2 separate regions of the Mus musculus genome follow, and region 2 is linked to region 1. Evidence: chromatin contacts called from public HiChIP or PLAC-seq data. All regions are on one chromosome and are shown on one strand. Each heading gives the region's core, a stretch centred on a gene start, on an enhancer-like site or on the middle of the called end of the contact. The rest is flanking DNA. Distances are from core to core; before and after follow the strand shown. Region 1 overlaps Crybg1 (crystallin beta-gamma domain containing 1). Region 2 overlaps Crybg1 (crystallin beta-gamma domain containing 1).

What was found. HiChIP or PLAC-seq counts read pairs in DNA pulled down with a chosen protein or histone mark.
Region 2: an HNF4G HiChIP or PLAC-seq map of pancreatic cancer cells shows a contact between it and region 1. The contact joins two enhancer-like sites. A contact is called at or near these places in 2 of 484 Hi-C or Micro-C datasets (bone marrow-derived macrophages and nephron progenitors), 3 of 115 datasets of contacts at active chromatin or transcription factors (embryonic stem cells, pancreatic cancer cells and regulatory T cells) and 3 of 9 other capture datasets (adipose tissue, liver and pancreatic islet).

Annotation. Positions count from the first base shown.
Region 1 is chr10:43,976,054-43,979,271 of GRCm38.p6, forward strand. It overlaps Crybg1 (crystallin beta-gamma domain containing 1), which reads right to left. Exons shown (of 22, transcript NM_001368305.1): 10 at 745-780. The region is part of intron 3 of Gm40636 (a long non-coding RNA gene); the gene reads left to right. Among named protein-coding and RNA genes, the nearest start is that of Gm40636, 9.4 kb to the left of the region's middle. Within about 2 kb of position 1,503, at least 53 of the 459 cell types and tissues checked have an H3K27ac peak or open chromatin away from gene starts, as enhancers often do. A contact at or near this core is called in pancreatic cancer cells, where this site is marked.
Region 2 is chr10:44,042,482-44,045,471 of GRCm38.p6, forward strand. All of the region lies in intron 2 of Crybg1 (crystallin beta-gamma domain containing 1), which reads right to left. Among named protein-coding and RNA genes, the nearest start is that of Gm40636, 76 kb to the left of the region's middle. Within about 2 kb of position 1,275, at least 41 of the 459 cell types and tissues checked have an H3K27ac peak or open chromatin away from gene starts, as enhancers often do. A contact at or near this core is called in pancreatic cancer cells, where this site is marked.

The sequences.
Region 1 (3,218 bases), core at 253-2,752:
GGGGGATGGAGCTGGACTTATGGTTCAGCAGGGAGAGCTGGGGGATAGAGCTGGACTCATGGCTCTGCAGGAAGAGCTGGGGGATGGAGCTGGACTTATGGTTCAGCAGGGAGAGCTGGGGGATAGAGCTGGACTCATGGCTCTGCAGAAAGAGTTGGGGGATAGAGCTGGACTCATGGCTCTGCAGGAAGAGCTGGGGGATGGAGCTGGACTTATGGTTCAGCAGGGAGAGCTGGGGGATGGAGCTGGACTTATGGTTCAGCAGGGAGAGCTGGGGGATGGAGCTGGACTCATGGCTCAGCAGGGAGAGCTGGGGGATGGAGCTGGACTCATGGCTCTGCAGGAAGAGCTGGGGGATGGAGCTGGACTCACAGCTCAGCAGGCAAAGGCTGAGCTCAATCTCCCCCAAACAAGCTGAAAAGCTTAAAAGCTCTCTTCTGTTGCCAGCAATGGGCTCATCAATTAGCAAATCCAACCAGGAATGGTAAAGTTAATAGAACAGTGAACCTTGGAGGCCATGCTAAGATAACCGGTGCCATTAGCCTTTTCCTGAAGTTTAGTGGGAGGAAGACTTAGTGGTGAAGTCACATTAGCATCATATACTTAAAGATCGCAGAATAATTTCTCTCTTCCCTACCCCCTCACTTCTGGATGCACACCCACTTATATTCTCTCTCTCTCTCTCTCTCTCTCTCTCTCTCTCTCTCTCTCTCTCTCTCTCTCTCTCTCCCCTCTCCTTCTTACCTTTGGATCTGTAGGGAATTCAACTTTACGGCCACCCTAAAACAAAACAAAACAAAAAACAGCATAGTAAAAAACTCAGTTTCCACTGAGAGTGTTCAGTATTATCACAGTAGTTACAGTAGGTGAAGCACACAGTGTGATTGGTTACTTTATGGTTTGTTTTAATTTATATAAGATGATGCCAAAATTATCAAACTGAAATGAGGACACAAGACCATCTACAGCAGAGACGTACTGGACATGCACAGCTACTGTGTGCTTCTGTTCTGTTCTGTTGTTTTTGTTTTTGTTTTTGTTTTTGTTTTTGTTTTTGTTTTTGTCTTTGTCTTTGTCTTTGTTTTGTTTGTTTGTTTGTTTGTTTGTTTGTTTGAGTGCAGAGAAGTCAGACCCAGGGCCTTGCAATGCTGGCCAAGCACTCCACCCCAGAGCTACAACCAGGCCCCTTGGTTTATTTTGCTCTGTATTGTTTTTTAACTAGGAAATTTTCTTATACAATTTTAATTTGTATCCCAAGAGTCAGTGCTATGTGCTTCTTGTTCTTTTGAGACAGGGTCTCACACACCAGGAAGACCAGGCTAGCCTCAAACTTGGGATCATCCTGCCCCAACCTACTAAGACTTCTTCCTCTTATTTCTCTCGCTAAATAACCCTTAGGTTTGATAACATCTCACAGGAAGTGAGTTCTACCTTCTGCCCAGGCAATCCAGCATGGGCGGTCCTTCCCAGGCCATGGTCTTGGCCCACATTCCACTGCTCCCTCTGATTCCACTCCCAGCAGCCTCGCCCTTTGTATTTCCTGCCTGGCCCTGGGAGGCATCTGACTTAGCAACCCATAGCCTACAAAAGTGTTAAAGTTCACACAGCAGGAAATAATAAGAACTATTAGATAACAGTGAAAACCTCTCAAAAGATGGCATCATTACACTTTTGTATTAAAAGAGTGGGGTTGTTGTTGTTGTTTTTAAGTAAAAAACAAAACAAAACTAGAATTAGAGAGGAGAGTGTTGCCTAAAAATACTGAACAGGCAGAAGTCAGTGGTTGATAAACTGAGAGATTTCCCTCGATGTGTTTTTGTGAGCTTAAAAGCTGCAGCCAAAATCCTCAAATGGCCCAAATAAACTGAAACCATAAATAGGCTAGCTCAACCAGCAAGCTAGCCCTTATACAACCAAGGGAGTGCCTGCCTAAAATATAGTCTTTGAGGGCTGGAGAAATGGCTCAGTGGTTAAGAGCACTGGTTGCTCTTCCAGAGGTCCTGAGTTCAATTCTATTAACTACATTGGTGGCTCATAACCATCTGTAATGGGATCCAATGCCCTCTTTTGGTGTGCATGAAAACAGAGCACTTGCATACATAAAATACATAAAAAATCTTTAAGAAAAAAATAATCTTTGGGGGGAGGTGCTCAATAAGCCTCAGTTTTAAAACCATCCATCACATTGATTTTTAAGCTTGAAATAACTCTGTCATACATTACCAAAACTAATAAAACTGGGAACTTTGAAAGTGGATTTAATTTAAAAAAAAAAAAAAAAAGGGCCTCAAGTCACCTGCATTGATCTGCAGATAACCAAATCAGGCGTGTCTAACTTTCTAATCTGTCTCCTCGGGCTGCCTCTGAAGATACTGCAGTGTGGACTTTCACAAGCAAGTTCATAGCAGAAGCTTCACCCTGGTGTTCAGTGAGCACCTAGCATCAAGTGGCCCACATCAGAGCCTAGTGTGGTAGACTCATCCCACCTAAACCTTCATCCCAACAGAGCAGCCAGGGACCAGGGACGGGGGTAGGGGTGGGGCAAGGAACTGGAAGCACAGGCTCCAGGTAAGGAGGATGAGTGTGGTGGTTTGTATACGCTTGGCACAGAGAGTGGCACTATCAGAAGGTGTGGCCCTGTTGGAGTAGGTGTGTCACTGTGGAAGTCTGCTTTAAGACCCTCACCCTAGCTGCCTGGAAGCCAGTATTCTGCTAGCAGCCTCCAGATGAAGATGTAGAGCTCTCAGCTCTGTCTGCACCATGCCTGTCTGCCTTGCTTGGATGCTGCCATGCTCCTGCCTTGATGATACTGGACTGTATGTCTGAACCTGTAAGCCAGCCCCAATGAAATGTCTTTATAAGAGTTGCCTTGGTCATGGTGTCTGTTCACAGCATAACACCCTAACTAAGACAATGGGCATTGACCCCTCACCCCAGCTCTCCTTCACCACTCAGCCCTGCCTCCTGGCACTACCTCTGTGCTGGTCCTCAGCATTCCCTGCCCAGCTCTGTGCCTGCCCTGGCCTCATACGCATCCTCTGCCAGCTCCAGTGGGGGCAATTCTGCTCCCGTTTAAGATTTGACTGTGCATTCAGATGGTTTTCCTAACTATGCCCTGCCCTGCCTCTCATCCCACCGAATGGGGTTGCTTCCACTTTCCACAAACAGTTCTTCACTCACTAGGCCTCTCTGGGCTGAAGTTGGTGCAGACATCTACT
Region 2 (2,990 bases), core at 25-2,524, 66 kb after region 1:
AATTTTAAAAAAGAGAAAACAAGATTCTAAATGGAAAGTTCCACATCATATACTTAAGTATTCTAAAGTTATGAGTTAAGCTAAAAGAGCATCAAATAAAATTCTAGTTTCCTTCTTATGCTTTAAGTAGTTTTCAAGCTGTAAATGTCACTAGAGCCACGCTCCCCTCATTTCACCCAACCTGAGATCCCGATCCTGTGCCTAGCCCTTTCCATGGTCTCTTCCTTTCCTATTTCCCAAGATTGTATCCCTTGAAAAAATATACCTTCAAACATATCTGAAGCCCAGTATTCTCTTCCATAGCCTGCCTCCACGTTATATACACGAGACCTGCCACACCTGCCCAGAGACAGCTCTGCTTGTGCATGAAAGCTCTGCATGGAGTCCCTAGACACAGCTTCTACTGATTACCCTCTGGTCCTGGGAAGATCGCTCCCCTGTAGGGCCTGCTCTCCGAGGGATGAAGAAGAGACCCATGCAGTCTTTGGAACTAGAGTTGCTCGTCCTCCCATCGGAGGAAGACACTAAATGTATTTAGTTTCCTTTCTAAAATTTTATTTATTATTTAATATGCATGAGTGTTTTGTCTGCAATGTGTGTATGTGTACCATGTATGTGAATCAAGCCTATAGGTGCCGGAAGAGCGCATTGGATCCCTTGGAACTAGAGTTACAGGTGGTTGTGAGCTCCAGATGTCAGTGCTGGGAATGGAATCTGTGTCTTGTGCAAGAACAGCAAGTGCTCTTAGCCGCTGAACTCTCTCTCCAACCCTCCAAATCTATTCTTAATATCTCTTTTTTGTTGTTGTTCTGAGTCAGGGCCTTACTATATAGCTCAGGCTGAAATCAAATGGAATATCCTTTGGGCCACCACAGGGCTTATTTAGTAATCTGAATGTAGCTAAAACTTCTAAATGAATTTATGTTAAGAAGTGAAGTCAGTCATTGAGATGGCTGTCTGTAATTCCAGCAATCAGGAAGCAGAGTCAGGAGGATTGCCATACGTTGTAGACCAGCCTGGGCTACATAGTGAGACCTTGTCTTCACAGCAAGAACAATAAAATACTAAACAAAAAGTAAAAGCGTTGGGACTTTAAAAGGCCAGTTAAAGTTTCCTGGGCGTTTTTAATCTCCCCAAATATAAAAGCACATAAAAAAGGGAAAGACTGTATAATTACAAAGGTTTGTAAGTTGTTGCACACTATGGAGATTCCTGATGGACTGCTGACGCATCAACAGCCTGGTGGCTTCTATTAAACACACCAGCACTGGGCTGAGGGTGTGGCCCGGCAGTAGAGCCCTGCCCTGCTCCTCAGTTCCACCCCCAGCACCACAAAGATGGACGATCACAGCTGCCTTTCTGAACACAGACTTTTTTAGCATTGGCTTTTCAGAAGACCACAGACATATTTAACGACACGGTCACATTTGGGGTGCTTTGTGCTTTGCTTTGTTTTGTTTTGTTTTGTTTTGAACCCTGCTGCGGGTCAGCCTCTGAGTCACAGGGTAGTTTGGCAGATGTAATCACTGCCCTCATTCCTTCTGAGCGAGCAGCACTCCTCTGATAACGACATAACCATGCATCATATTCCTTAGTGGATAAGGAAACCCATGTTTATCCCAGTGTACCCAGGAACATGGTACAGGGGGTGTCAATGGATGAATGTGTTTTGAAATTGCATCTTCAAAAGTGTCTTATGTTCCATAGAAGTAGAAGAAAAACGTCTAGAAAGAAGACTCCCGTTCATGTTAGCATCTCAGTAGACTCGGAATCTAGGGTATCACAAGGTCAGGGTCAGCCTACGGTGGAATCTGTGCTGCCAAAGCACAAGCTCTTGGTTGCTCTCTTCTTCCTCTTTCATGATCCACTGAACTGTGCATGTCACCTTTCTGTTGGCATCCCACCCCCAAACCCCCATTCTCAATGGTGTCAGGGACTGCTCACCCTTCCTGGAAATGCCACTCTCTGTGAGGGCCACTTCTCCCTTCCTTCCAAAACAGGTTTCCTTATACTATTCCCAGTTCTCTCTCCTCTCCTCTCCTCTCCTCTCCTCTCCTCTCCTCTCCTCTCCTCTCCTCTCCTCTCCTCTCCTCTCCTCTCCTCTCCTCTCCTCCCCTCCCCTCCCCTCCCCTCCCCTGACCTCCCCTCCCCTCCCCTGACCTCCCCTCCCCTCCCCTCCCCTCCCCTCCCCTCCTCTCCAACATTTGATTATCTTGTGTGGTGTCTGTGTGCAGGTCCAAGTGAAGGGCCATGGGTGTGTGCATGTTCTGTGAATGTGTTCCTGAGGGTGTGAGTGCACATACATGTCTGTGCATGCATGAAGAGGCTGAGGTGAATGTCAGCTGTCTCCCTTAATCATCCTCTACCTTATTTTCTGAGGCAGGACCTCTTACCGAACATGTAGATCATCAGATGGCTAGGCTGACTGGCCTGCCACAGCGCCACCTACCCACTGCTGGGATTACAGATGTCCACCACCACACCCCACTTTTGCATAGATGCAGGGGCTCAGACTCAGGTTCCTGTGCCTGCACAGCATGCAGTCTGCCCACAGAGCCATCTTCCCAGCTTTTGATGGCCATATTTAAAGGTAGAAAGGACCAGTGGCTCACAGCTTCCGGTCGTTATCTTTCTGATAATATCTGTTCGATTCTATGATTCTTGCACAGTTGCAAGTACAGCACAAATAACAAGAACTTTACTGTGGCTCTATCTGGAGGTTCTAATTCGACGAGTCATTATTCCAGAAACCGAGGAATAAGGGAATTAAATCAAGCACTTGTTCTGGCTTCCTCATGAGCCTTTTAGGTAGTGAAACACAGGATAAAGGAAAGTTCCTCCAATAGGAAAGTGTCAACGAGCAAACATGGCTGGGTGAGGTGATGGCTGAAGCGACAGTCATGTGACCTGTACCGCTGTCTGGTATGGGCTCTGAGAAGGAGTGTCCAGAGGAGCATATCAATCTTCATGAGAATGAGAAACTGGTGGGT